Linked DNA regions of Rattus norvegicus: region 2 is linked to region 1. A link is a contact called in public Hi-C data. All regions are on one chromosome and are shown on one strand. Each heading gives the region's core, a stretch centred on a gene start, on an enhancer-like site or on the middle of the called end of the contact. The rest is flanking DNA. Distances are from core to core; before and after follow the strand shown. Region 1 holds the start of Nme7 (NME/NM23 family member 7). Region 2 overlaps Atp1b1 (ATPase Na+/K+ transporting subunit beta 1).

What was found. Hi-C and Micro-C count contacts between places; a contact is called where the count stands out from the background.
Region 2: a contact with region 1 is called in a Hi-C map of frontal cortex, with 1.8 times the contacts expected there. The contact joins the enhancer-like site here to the promoter of Nme7 in region 1. A contact is called at or near these places in 3 of 12 Hi-C or Micro-C datasets (the A7r5 cell line, frontal cortex and kidney).

The regions. Positions count from the first base shown.
Region 1 is chr13:79,187,578-79,194,818 of GRCr8, forward strand. Nme7 (NME/NM23 family member 7) reads left to right here and starts at 3,004. Exons shown (of 14, transcript NM_138532.1): 1 at 3,004-3,023; 2 at 3,297-3,479; 3 at 6,860-6,942. The coding sequence starts at 6,883. Blzf1 (basic leucine zipper nuclear factor 1) reads right to left here and starts at 2,539. Exons shown (of 7, transcript NM_001017494.1): 1 at 2,431-2,539; 2 at 1,740-1,817. The coding sequence starts at 1,779.
Region 2 is chr13:79,324,461-79,331,701 of GRCr8, forward strand. It overlaps Atp1b1 (ATPase Na+/K+ transporting subunit beta 1), which reads right to left. Exons shown (of 6, transcript NM_013113.2): 3 at 1,435-1,590; 4 at 96-280. Among named protein-coding and RNA genes, the nearest start is that of Atp1b1, 12 kb to the right of the region's middle. Within about 2 kb of position 4,436, at least 16 of the 93 cell types and tissues checked have an H3K27ac peak or open chromatin away from gene starts, as enhancers often do. A contact at or near this core is called in kidney, where this site is marked.

The DNA of each region.
Region 1 (7,241 bases), core at 1,754-4,253:
TGGTTGTGGTACAACCTTAGCCCTGCCGTGAGCTTCACCATCCTTCTACCAGTGGGAGCTGGCAGAAGACTGTAAGTGCTATATCCTTTCAGGATAACCTGACTCTCTTCCATACTGGACTATGAGAAGCCACTTTAGTTACAGATCGTTTTACCAGCTCATTTTACAGCTAAGGAAGTGTGCATGGCATGAAGAAGAAAATTAAATGTTTAATGAATGAGTTTATTACTCTGTGAACACATGCCGAAACTTCATTTAAACCTTTAGTGACAAACTTAAAACAACTTGGCTTTCCCTTCTACATTAAATCATTAAGTCATAGCTCCTTTTATAGTCTGACAGACTCTCGGGAACATATGTAAATTAAACAATCAACGGGTAAACTGAGATGTCACTTGGTAAATTTTAAGACAGTATTCTTCTGGCATACATGGGGGACACATGGGGGCGGGCAGCGGGGACTGAAGCTAGGCCCTAGCATGGGCAAGCAAGCCGTCCAGCACAAAGCTTTCTCACAGTCCCCATTTTACAGTTCTATTTTGAGACAGGATCTCACTAGGTTGCCCATGCCTTGAACTGACTCTGTATCCCAAACAGGGTATGAATTTGTGGTCCTCCTGCCTCAGTCTCCCAAGTAGCTGGAATTACAAGCCTGTGCCACGAGGCCCAGCTTTAGCGTCTTTTAAATGTCACAGTTATCATCTAGTAAAGTTTAGCTATTACATTAGAGGAATATGCTAGAGACAATCATATTAACCTTTATGAAGGTGAGACCCAGACCTTTCCTCTAGTCTAGTGGTCCTCAACCTTACAAATCTGAGATTCTCTTACACAGTTCCCCGTGTTGTGGTCACCCAAGTTTCCCATGCTGTAGTCACCCAACACCACATTTTGTTGCTACTTCATAGCTGTATTTTTGCTACTGTTATGTATAAATGTAATGCAAATGTCTGATATGTGGGGTTGACGACCCACATATTGAGAATCTCTGCTCTATAGGCTCTGGATAAACAGTTGCTTGGTCAAATGTGTGTGCACACTTAGCCTCTAGTGTTTCACGGTATATACTGGTTTTCTAACAGCACTGGGAAATGCTTGTGTAACCAATCCAACCCAGCATTTCCAAATTCACTTGCTCATAGAAACATTTTCACCAGATCCTTATTATTTAAATGTCCCAGACCTTACTATCTGTTTGCTAAACTGTCACAGCTATATTTCTAATGTAGAAGTCTACAATTTTAATTTTTAATTAAATTGCTTATTTTAGGTTTGGGATGAGCCCGAGTGGTAATGGTCTGCCCTCCTATGGGATGTCAGTGCTACTCACACGCTTGAGAGACAGTTCTGTTGCTATACGAAAAATCACATTTCTCTCTGGAGGCAGTTAAAGGATGTAGACAAGTGACAACATCAAATATAGGTATTCTTTTTTTTTTTCGATCCATGTAGCACAAACATCTTTTTTCCACTGGCAATAGTTACATTACAGTAAAAATAAAATAAACCGTTGTATTACCTGCCTTACTAGATAATCAAGGCGGATCTCTTTGAGTTCAAGCCCAGTGAGTTCTCAGACAGTCAGTACAACACAGAGAAACCCTGTCTCAAATCCCGCCCTCCCGCTCCCAAAAATAAACCCAAAAAACAACAATAAAAAAACAGCCCCCCCAAAAACAAAACAGGCAACCAATCAAACAAAAACCCAAGCGAACTATTATCAAAGCAGAAACACTCACCTTTGCTTTCAAAACTTTTAAGAGTAGTCATTTTTTCCATAACTAATGAAAATACAATCCAAGACTTTCACTGAAGACCTAGAAATGTATACATAGGAAAGAATCAAAGCAATAACAATATATTCAGCAAATGCTTCTACTTTAAAAGTTATGTTTTAATTATTCCTGCCTGTAGTACCCACGTTCCTCATTATCTCCTTTTGACAGGCGGTGACATATACCTGTTAAATACTGGGAAACCAGGCATAGTTTAAGTGCTCTCTGGAGTCTAGACTATAGAAGAGGTGACCACACGTCCTAAAAGCTGACTGCTCTCAGATATACACGGACTAACTTCCTGAACATCACAAATCCTTGTCCTGGGAATGCATCCTGAAACTCTATCCAATGGCAAACAGATTTAAGTCAGAAACTTCGCTGGGACCATGCAATGCCGAACGGCGAGGGTCCCTGTCTAAGAAACACCGGGTGAAGGTGTGTGGGGATGCATGGGTGCCGAGTTTAAAAGGAGAGGGGGTGGAAGCATTAAGACTGTCAGCCTCATTCTCGAGAAGTATGAGCTCAAGTTTGTCTCTGTCAGAAGCCTTTTCCCAGAACAACCTTTAAATCCAAAAACCAATGGCCTCCGAGCTCCAACCCAGACTGCCCTCTTCCCACCGCGTCTGGCACACGGACCGGCTCCAGGATTTACCTCTGATATCCTTATTTCAATGTTCACCGCTCAGGTTCTTCACTCACTCAGCAGCCGGCTAACTTGTAAACACCTCTGGCATTCGGATGCCAACCCGCCCAAGCCTTCCGGACACCTAGCTCAATCTAATCACTTCCTATTACTCAGGGTTTCATTTCCGGAGTGCTCTTCCGAAGGACCAAGCAACACTTTGTGCTGTGTGTACAATGGAGAAACACAGGGTCTACTACGCATCGGCTCAGAAAGTGAAAAGTGGAAGTTATCTACTTTTTTAAAGAAGTACCAATATATAAAGCAAGCCATATAGAAGCTTAAACTTCCGGGTCACTACCAACCAGACGGAAGTGAACTCGTTGGAAGGGAGAAGGTGGCGTCTCGTTGCCCCAGGCGACGAGGCAACGGGTGGATCTCTGAGTGAGTGGGCGGGGCCTGATTACTCCCAACCAATGGAGACGAAGCAGCTTAGAGGCGGAGTCTCGGGAGACGCCGAAGAAAGGCGGGGCTTGCGTTGCCACAGTAACCGAATCATTGGCTGTGTTGTGGTCTTCCTGTGTACAGATATCTATTTCCTGTGCTGAGATCCACAAACTATGGTGAGTGTTACCGGAGGCCCAACGAAAGGCTCCGAGACCCTGGTTACTGAATGTAAAAGACATCCTGCTTTTCTTCACCTCCTTTATCTCGCTAGGAGGAGTTCCTTCTGTCTCTGCTCTCCCCTTTTCTTGCAGCTCCCTAATTTCCATTTTAGCGCTCCTAAGACATCAAGCTAGATAGAGTAACAGAAAGTAGTTTGGAATCTAAGAAAACCCGATGAGACATTATTTCGAATAAACAGTTTATAAGTGTGCATTGTTCCTCTTTTTCAGTTTTCAAGCTTGCAGGCCCATTTCGACGTGATGCTGTATCATCACTAACCTGAATATTGGAGTGTGTTCTCCCAGGCGGCGGAGTTCTGCCTAGCATCTCCTACCAGGACCGCTTAGTAATAGATGTCTGCAGGCTCAGCTTCTAGTCCATTGCATACTTTCCAGATCTCTGTGTTTTAGCAGGTATGTCTTTCAAGATTACTTGGAGAGCTTCTAGAATTCACCAACACCACCATAAATTATGACTGATTAGGAATGGGGCTTGATAATTTGTATTTTAATAAACCTTTAGATTTTAACGCACCCATTTCTCCAGTGCACAGAGTTCTAGTGAACTCATCTTTAGTCGTCTCAGCACTTGTGAATGGTGGATGGGACATAGCAAAATGTTGCCTTCAGATGGGTATAGCTGTGACTTAGCAAGAGACATCCCTACATACCAGGCTTTCTCACCAATGTTCAGCAGTTCTTTTTGTTACCCAATCTGGTCCTTTTTTCCTGTAGAAACCTTTTCAAACCTTTACTTCACAAACCCTATCTCTCTTCTTCCTTTTTTCTCCTTTCTAGGCACTTGACAGAATCTAAGAGGCAATGTATTTAGTATTGGATTCCAAATAATCAATGATTTTATCTGTCCTTTTTTTTATTGGATATTTCTTTATTTACATTTCAAATGTTATTCTCTTTCCTGGTTTCCTGTCCATAAGCCACCTTCCCCTCCCCTCCCCGTCTTCTGTAAGGGTGTTCCTCTCCCCATTCACCCCTCCTTACGGCCCCCACCCCCGGACATTCCCTTACATTGTGGTCCCAACCTTGGCAGTAACAAGAACTTCTCCTTTCATTAGTGCCCAACAAGACCATCCTCTACTACATATGTAGCTGGAGCCATGGGTCAGTCCATGTATAGTCTTTGGGTAGTAGTTTAGTCCCTGGAAACTCTGGTTGGTTGGCATTGTTGTTCTTATGGGGTTGCAAGCCCCTTCAGCTTCTTCAGTCCTCTCTCTAATTCCTCCAACGGGGGTCCCGTTCTCAGTTCAGTAGTTTGCTGCTAGTTCGCCTATGTATTTGCCGTATTCTGGCTGTGTCTACACCCGGTTCCTGTCGGCCTGCGCTTCTTAGCTTCATCCATCTTATCTAGTTTGGTGGCTGTATATGTATGGGCCACATGTGGAGCAGGCTCTGAATGGCCCTCCCTCCAGTCTCTGCTCTAACTTTGCCTTCCCATCCCCTCCTATGAAGATTTTATCCGTTCTGTAGCCTTGTATTTATACTTTAAAGAAGGAAGTGCGGAAGTGACCTTTCATCTGCATTTGCTCTTAATTTCACTTGCTCCATCTGTTGTATCCATTTGTTACATGAAGTTAGCCGGCATTTGATCTGTTCTGTGTGTGTGCGTTATGTGCGTGTGTTGTATGCTAATTATTATGCAAGTATATTTCTTACTGTGATTCATGATTCATCAAAATCAAAACTTGGTCTTAGTGCAGGAAGAGTGAATTTCTCCGGGCATGCAGACTTAGAGACGGTGCTCTTACTGTTCGTTGGAAAAACTGAAATTTTTTTTTAAAAAGAGGCCTAAAAACAGTTAAGTAAAAATCTCAGTCCCCCCCCCCCCATCTAGATCTTTCTCATTTGCTGTCAGTCCTTTCTGAGAAGCAGTGAAATGTTTTGAAAGGAGAGGAGGCTAGATGTCCCGTTGCGCGTGCGCGCGCGTGCGCACACACACACACACACACACACACACACACACACACACACACACGGCAGAGAGAGAGAGAGAGAGAGAGAGAGAGAGAGAGAGAGAGAGAGAGAGAGTAAAGTAGTTTGAGGATATGACATGACAAGCAGTTAAGGCCATCTCAGATGGTTTCAAACTGAAATATTAGTAATAGAAGAGCTCTCAGGTGGCTCCAGATTCTGTGAGGCAAGGTGAGTGCAGAGGTTAATTAGAATCTGGGGGGATAGAGGACTGGAGAAGGTGGGCAGGAACCCAAGATACTGAAATATATGGAGCTTGGAAAGAATTTTAGATTTTATTTTAGATGTATTAGCATAATGTGTCTCATACGTTTTATTTGTTCGATTATTTAAATTGTTTCCCCTTGACTCTACCTTGAAACTTGAACCATATTAATTTGGCTCATCAGTGCCATTTTTTTTTTTCTGATCTGTAACCCTTACTGTTGAACTTTCTTGGAAAATATCCTCTTTTTGGAGACCAGAGATTCCTAATTTCTCTCTTCGTAAGTGCTGTTTTGTAATTTGGCTGTCCTTTTCTGGCCTTTTTTAGTTTCCATAGTACCCTCCATGGGTGTGGAGGTACGGTATTCTCAGAGGCTCTTATATGGCCTTTCCTGAATGCTCTACTCTTCTAATCCTCGCAGCATAGTATACATCTGAGATAGAAACATCACACTAACTTCTTAAACGCAGAAAGCATCAGATCGCTTTCTTTAAGGGGCTCATAGTGTAAGTCTTATGAGTCTTAGTTTAACAAACACTAAAAAAGGAATCCAGTGTTGTTTGTAGCCTCGTTATAGCAATCTTGTTATAATTTAATGATATGATGCTTACCTTAGTGCTTTACGTTCTGTAAACATTATTCTTAGTTGCTATTACTGCTGTTCATAATTTATTTGTTGATAATTTCATATATATATGTATATTACTTTCTGATTATTGTCATGCTCACCTTCTCTTATCTCCCTCCTAACATAATTACTAGACCCACTAGTCCCTCTTTTGCATTTATGTCTTCTTATTTTGTTTTGTGACCCACTGAGTTGAACAGGAGGAGCCATCTATGTGATTAGGGATTTGTAACCGTCCATTAGAGCTTGGTGGGCTCATGAGTGGGTAAACAACTGAAGGCAACATCTAGCTCTCCCCCAGAATCCATCCATCAGGAGACATCAGTTCAGCAGGGAGGAGGAGTGCCACGTGGGTTCCTACCTTATCTATGATTGCCATTTGACCCGGTCTTGTTCAAACCCATTTTGATGCAAGACTATGATTCCACTGATCGAGTCACGTTGGTGACACAGTGTTCTGTAGCACTTCTCACTGCACTGGGGCTTTTACATTCTCTCTGCCCCTCTTCAGTCAGCCTTTGCTCCTCAGGAAAGGGGGTAGGAATGTCACGGTTAGGGTGGAGCATGTCTTCTCAGTGTCTCGAACAGTCATACATGTCTGCGTTCATCAGTGTTCATTATGAGAAATATTTCTCTGATTGAGAATGAAAGTACAATTTGTCTGTGTGTATAAAACTAAGTATTTAGAAGACTACTTGGCCCTGTCAGTTTAGCTAAGCAACAGAGATAAGTTCCCCACTTGGTTGCTAACCCTCCTTAGCCATGGTATCTTAACTGGGTTTACAGTACCATGCATGAACTCCTCCCTTCTCGGGTAGGGAGGCCTGGAAACTGAGCAGAGTGCTTGGTTTTCCCCCTCACGGTTGGGCTGTTGTTGCAGTGATGTTGCGTCTTTCCTGCAGGTTGGTATTGGAGTTTGTGGGGTCATCCTGTGGGGATTGATGGTCATTGATGCCTTCTCTTCCCCAACAGCCGGCATTGCATCCTCGGGCAGCATGAAAGCTGGTCAGCAGGGAAGAAGTTGCGGTTTGATTTCTCCGTATCTTGCACCCAAGGTGTGTAGTGTCTCAGCACTAGAGCCTTATCGACTAATTCTGGTGACCAACCAAGAGGAATGACAAGAGCCTGTGTTGTGTAGGGAGCCTTGGGGCTCTCTCCCATCATAAACGGAAGTATCCTCATCCAGCATGAGATGTTTGTTTAATGACCCATGGCTATTAGGCACATGCTTCTACTGTTTTGTTATTGACGAGCATTAAGAAAAGTTTCAGAAATTGAGGAACACAGAGGAGAAAGTAATCACTATAAGATAATGTTAATTTTTTTCTTTTTTTTTTCTTTTTTTCGGAGCTGG
Region 2 (7,241 bases), core at 3,186-5,685, 140 kb after region 1:
CTGATCGACTGCCCTTCAGAAGTGAGCGTATTTGGAACATCCTGTCTTTTCATGGCAGCCAGGCCCCGAATGTGAGACTGCAGAATGGCACTTGCCTTAGGTTTGAAGCCCAGCACTCGGTTGAGCTTGATAATGATACAGGGCTTCCCCTCTTTGTAGCCGTAGGATTCATCATTGAGACCAGAGCAGTTCCCCAGCCAGTCAAGCTTGAACCTGCACACCTTGCGCTCTCCTCGTTCATGATTGAACTCTCCCCGCTCCTTGGGTTCACTGGGCATACCTAAAAGCACAAACACATTTTAAAGAGTGCACCAACCGTTCGCTCTGAACCATTAAGAAAGAGAAGAACCTCTTGTTCCTTATAATTTCCCATTGAAGACATGGCTACACGTGGTCTACATTAGACAAGGACTTCCCCCAAGCTGTCTGCTCTCTTCAAAAAGTAAAGATGTCTTAGTGTAAGCAAAGGCCATCACATGACCCCAAAGCTAACCTGCTCACCAGCTTCACCAGGCTGAGGCTCGGCTGGTCTTTCTGTTGTTCTAAGGCAATGACTCTCAGCCTTCCTAACACTGCGACCCTATCATACAGTTCCTCATGTTGTGGTACCCCCAGCCATAACATTATTTTCATTGCTACTTCATAACTATAATTTTGCTGTAATTGAATTGTAATGTAAATATCTGTTTTCCAATGGTCTTAGGCCACCCCTATAGAAAGAGTCATTCCACCCCAAAGGGTAGAGACCCTCGAGTGTAGAACCACTTCTCTAACGGATTGCTTAGCTACTTAGGGCTGAGGGAAACAAGACCATTACTTCAGCACCAGCAGCAACATTTTCACCAATCCACAGCTTTGCTCTGAAACAGGGGCATTACGACAAGGACATGAAATTGAAAGGCTGTCAATACTTTTGATCTGGAAGGTTTGGGTCAGAACTTTCTGGAGCTATGTCTCCAAGTGGAAGGTAAATGGTCAAGAAGATGGAAGTCGTCAGTTTCGTCTTTGGAAGCTGTACATTCCCCTCTTATTACAAAAGCATTGTTTAACTGGGAAATGCTCTCCACACTTAACGAAAAAGCCAGAGAAAAATGGAAAGGATACAGAATTTAAGTCATGCTGCAGAAAAACGGTGCATGTATTTTACTGTATATTTGATATATATTATCTATTGTATATTTGATATATATTATGTATGACTATTATTATCAAAATGGGTATTTTATTAAATCATTTCCTCTTTAAACATGATTTCTCCTTGTTCATCATTCGTCCCTTTTTTATCACTGTGAAGTAAGGTGAAAGCCTAACCCTCCTTGTAAATTCTAACAGGAATTCAGAGACATTGCCTTTAGACTGCTAAAGCAGTGAAGCAAACTGACAGACATCTCGTCCAATAGCGGGGCCACGTGCATCAGTGAGTCATTCACTTACTGCCACAATCCTCGAAAATCATGTCGTCCTTCTGGGCCGAATCTTTGTACTTTTCCAGGAACCTGATGATGTTTAGCACATAGGCCTCGTAGCTCTTGGGGTCATTAGGACGGAAGGAAATTTCAGTCTTTTGGATCTGAGGAATCTGTGTCAATCCTACACCAGGGAAGAGTCAGGAAGACAGACATTATTAGTAGGAACGCAACCAGGAGACTTCAAAAGCAGGCGTTCCCGGCACAAACACACTTCCCTTGCCCCCTCTTAACTCGGGATGGATTAAGTCCCCACTTCCCTGGTGAATCCAATCTGATGGGATTTAGATTAGCTGTCTAAATGTAATGGCGGTGATGCAATATCAAATAACATCCAGTTTCCTTGCCAACACTTCACAGTAGGCACTAGCCTGTTTTATGAATGAGAACGCCACTTAGAATGAAAGCAGAGTGCTGTGCCAAGGATGCAGAGAAAGCAGTGGAACCAGAATCCCGACCCAGGTGTGCGGCTCTCCAAACCCCGGGGTTCTCTAGGGCCCTCGAATGCAGTCACGTTCAAAGCCGTGTTGCTAGCAGCCGGTACACAGGTGGCTGTCCCTTCAGTCATAGCACCGAAGTATGTGGAGCAGGCACCTGCCCCTGCCTGTGTTCCAGGTCACCCCAGTCTCTCTAACCTCAGGACTGCTCCACAGAGACGCTCCTTTGGCTCTTGTAACCTAGGATAGATTCTTTCAGTTTCTAATGGGGGACGACTCAAGACACATATGCAGTTGCCAATACAAATGTCTGAGCATGTCGGCCCTGTCAGAGTGAAGTTCAAGACGCATGACGTGGGTTTGCCTTCTCTGCTGTTACTCTCTCGTGTCCAGTAGCCTCCGCCCTCGTAGTGTTTTCCAAATGGGCACTCGGACTACACTACACAGCACCACCAGGTCCAGGGCAGTGAGGTGGAAAGACAGTCCAGTCCAGAACAGACAGATAAAGATACCCAATTACTTTCCAGTTGCAAATAAGCGTGGGGCAGTTCCTTGGAACACACTCTGTGTAACAAATTTCAAGGTAACCAGCTATCCTGTGTTTTCTGTTGTGACATCTGGCAGCCTCACTCTGTGTCAGGCGCCTCTAGTCAGGAGCTGTACCTGACTTCCTTCCATCTCCTCCTGGCAACTGGGAGCACCCACACCACTCTCCTCAAAGGCTGGTTCGACCAGCAGCCTCATAGGATCCATTCCAGCCCTACCTGGGCATAAAGCACCCTCGGTTTAGAATGACTGCTCTGGAGAATCAGAATTGAATAGTGGCGACATCAGTGCAGACAATGACATAAATTCGAGTGGACGCACAACCAACTTAGTTAATTATTTGCCAGCGCCATGTGTGGGACTTGAGAAGAAGCCTTCAACACAAGTTAAAGGCAATAGCGGTTAGTTTTTCTAGTAAAGATTGCCTTGAGCTTCAAAAGGGGTTGCATGGCCCACCTGAAGGTTGCTCAGTGAACAGCCCCCATAGCGATGGCAGAAGGGGTGGAGATGAAGACAAGGAAGCGAGAGTAGAGTTGGGAAGAGGAGTGCTCAAGATGACAATGTCAGGATTGATGACAAGCACCTTCCTGGGCAGCACGGTGGCACAGGCCTTCAATTCCAGCACTCATGGAGCTCTCTATGCTCCAGGACAGCCTGAAACAAGTTCAAGGCCAGCCAGAGCTACACAATGAGACTTTTTGTCTCAAACCAACCGAACAACAAAGAATCTTCTGGGGCGTGGGCCAGCGAGGTTGCTCAGCACGGAAAGCACTTGCTGTGCAAGCCTACTGACCTGACTGGATCCTGGGACCCTCATAAAGGTGCAAAGAGAAAACTGACTCCACAAAGTTGTCCTCGTATACACATACGCCACATGTGTATACCATGACACACGCACCCTATACTTCTTATAAAAGTGACTTTTTTTTAAATGTAAAGAATCTTCTTGGACAGGCTAATGCAAAGTCTAAAGGACAGAGGGGAAGCTGTGGACGGGGGAAAGGTGCTTCAGAATTAGCTCATAAAGTCTTCAGCTTGAAATAAACAAAGGGTACTCATGATTAAACATTCTCCCCCACCACAACACCCGGTTTTTCAAGACAAGGTTCCTCTGTGTAGCCCTGGCTGTCCCAGAGCTCACTCTGTAGACCAGGCTGGCCTGGAACTCACAGAAATCCACCTTCCTCTGCCTCCCCAGCGCTGGGATCAAAGGTGTGAGCCACCACACCTGGCTTGATTAAATCAGGAAAGATTGCTTTTTATGTCTAAATCAATCTCAGTATATTCTAGATAATTTGTTTTTATATTACATGGGAGGCTGCCCTGTGACTTACCAATTGTGCTATGATGCAAAGCACTGAGAACCTCTGACCTCTGCAAGGAGAAAGCCATCGAGGGCAAGAGTGTGGGACAACAAACAGATAGGACTGAAACAGGGGCAGGCAGCTAGAGGGCTGCCCAGAGTTGTAAACAGGACGTTAAGTCAAGGTGATTTGCCTGGCCCTGGGGGAGTGAAGGGCACAGACCAGTGCTAGAGAATTAAAAACCAGGAGAATGGGGGTGTTTTCCTAGAACAGCCCTGGGATCCTGAGAAAGTGGACTCTCGAGGGGCAGTCATGCCTAAGATCGGAGAACAAGTGCCTGTGAATTTGTCAGGCAGAACTGGACAAAGGGCAGAACTGTGTGCCCAGGGTTACCACAGGGCTGCAGGGCTTCCCAGGCCCAGGAGGGTGGGGCAGCTGGAAGGCTGAAGAAATGAAAGGGATCAAATGTCAGAAGCTAGAACAGCCCCACCTGTCCTTCAGAAAAGAGGGAAGCCCGGAGAAAAGAGACCGCAGCCAACCGAAAGGAGACTGCATGCAGCCAGCTTGCTAAGTAACAGCAGTGTAAGCTGTGGGCCCCAGCAGAGCAGGAGACACAGCAAAACCCCACCCTGCTAGCAAAGCAACGGAGTCCAACAGACAAGCTGCACCTACAAAGTGACCTTAAGGTCACACTGAAAATAAACAAGGTAGGACCCAGGTCACAAAGCAGGCTCACCCACGTCACTGTCCCTTCTGCCCTGGCATCAGTTGGAATTCCCCACTGCCTCTCACTTTCCAGCTGTCCCTCTGTATTCTCTTTCAGGGACCATTTCTTAGGTGTCTGTATGAGGTACAGTGATGCCACTTCTCGGAAGAGCAAAGGACCATGGGATTACCGAGAGTCCTTGTCATTCTCTCACCATCCCAAGCCAAGGTCCCCATTAAGAGACACAGAGTGACATGTGCCAGACCCCCAAACATGAGTCCCTGTATCTCAGTCCTTGTTTTTCAGGACCTTGGGTTCACCCAGATGTATACGCTGGCCTCACTTGCTCAGAAGTGCGTCAGCTGCCTGCCGCCTGCCATCTGACCCGTGAAAACGATGTGTACTATAGTTACCTGCAGTGGCACCACTGACCCAGAAGAGTGACGTGCAATCAGTGCCACCCTTCTCTAGTCAAGGCAAATAAATAACGAAATCAAACGCTGGAATCACACCGATTTCCACCCCATAGCTCAAATCCCTACCCCCACCCCCACCTTGCCAACTAGGGCCTTTGCCAGCTGGTACGCCCGCATAGATCTTTTGGCTTCTGGCTTTCCGTTGCCCACTTCTAAAGCTGTTAGTAGAAACAGAACAAGGGTGAGCTCTACTTCAGTGGTAACTCCCAGAGGCCAGAGCAGAACATCCATCCTCTGGCTATATGGTTCCAAACCACGGTCCCTGGAGCAGGTCTTGCCTCCTGACTCTGTTCTCAGCACCTAAGTGTCCAATAAGGAGGTGAAGCTCAATATAGCCTTGCTTTGCCACCACCAGCAAAAACTAGTCCTGCTGCTACCTTGCAAAGTCACCTTGGAGAACTGAAACAATAATTTGAATGCTAATTTTGGGTTCTTACAAATACTTCAGTTTGGGTGGTGGTAGCACAAACCATAGTCCCAGCACTCAGGAGGCAGAGACAGGTGTATATGAGTTCAAGGCCAGCCTGGTCTCACAAAAACCTAACACTCACACACAGGTGCACGCAAGCACAGGCGCCTCTGACTTCACACTTGCCCTTTCCAGATGCACCTGCCTCTGGGGCCTCTACCTTCTGTGAAACAACAGAGGCAAACACCCCCACTTCAGGCATCAGCAGGTGTTCACAGTAGGGGGAAGTGAACAGAAGACAAAAAAGAAAAGAGGCTTTTCACTAGTCGGCATTTTGTTTATAATGTAGCAAGTTTGTGATTTCTCAATCTGCTGCTGAAGTACTTCAAGGAGAATGTGGCCATTTTAACCTTGTAGCAGTTTCCCCATTGAATCCCAAAGCTCCCGAAGCCGACTGTGTGGACCTATCATTTGATACTTCTGATGACTCACAGCCAAGTACGCTTAAACAGGTATCATCTTCCACAGAAACCTCCAAGGGCACGGAAGGCTAAGAAAAACGTTCACATGAAGGCATCGCCTGTCTCCAATCCATTCCAGGTTGAAAGTACTTTCCAGTTACAAAGAAAATGGAGTGAGAATGACTTATACGGATACACATGTGAACCTTTACCGTTACTCATTTGGAAGAGTCCCTCCCTTTAAGTGTCAATCTGAACAACCTAGGTGTTTTATTTTTATTTATTATTTTATCTGTGGAGTTATTATCAAGACTTACTTTACAGAATTCTGGGAACCAGTCCCCTCCCACTTACCTTTTGCCTTGGGGTTAGCCAGGGTAGCCAGAAGACAATAGTCCTGCCTTGAGACAATAGTCCCATCTATAGCCTAGGTACACCCAGACACCTCAAGCCTGCTCCCTTTGAAAAGTCTTGGACTAGTAGCTCACCTGTTTTCTACAGTCTACTTAGCTGGTTAACCACCCTTGGTGTGTAGAAATCAGTGCCCAGTCTAAACCAAATGCCACAAACTCTGCTCCCCGGCCCTTCATGATTTCAGAATTATCCATCAGGAATCGTCTCCGTGGCTGCAGGAGAATTACTTAGTGAGGACATTGTAGCTTTTAACAATACAATTTCACAGGATATGGAGTGTGATGTTTTGGCTAGCTCCTGACTGTGTTTATTCCCCAAACAAGGAAGGCGCTACTTCTTTATGAAAGGGATGCAATAGACAAGTTCTAGGCATTTTACACCATGGGTTTTTTGTTTTGTTTTTGTTTGTCTGGGTTTCTTGTTTTGTTTTGTTTTTGCCAAGGTCAAAGAAAGAACAAGTGTATACTTGACTTGTCAAACTTCAAAATGCAACGTTGGCCGAGTCATTAATATCCTGAAATCTGAGACCTTAGTGTGTATGACACTCTAGGGGGCCCATCCCTGAATGATGGTGGGTACCTTCCTGGTCAGAAGCTATGCGTAATAATACGTTATTGGATGCCCTTCATTGCCCAAGCCTCTCTGGAGCCGTCAAGTGGAGACTTCTAGCATGAGAGCCCTCAATGATCAATGACCTGTCCTATCGGGTCTGATTCTACATCAGCAGAAATGAAGGTGTTAGACCAACAGTCTTTCCAATGCTGTCTCTCTTCTTGTGTGAATCCCACAAGCCCGAGATGACACTGACACATCTGCCTTTTCCTCCACGATCACTTCCATTTCCTTGTTAGCTCCTCTTAGCAGAGGTCCCAGTCTGCTTACTCCCCTTCAAGTGAGTAAAACCCACTTTTCTGCAGTTTTGGCCTGACCTCAAACTTGTGGCAATCCTCCTGCCTCTCAGCCACATGAAGACATTCCATACCTGGCTTCCCAAAAATATTTCATGTTAATCACTGGGCTCC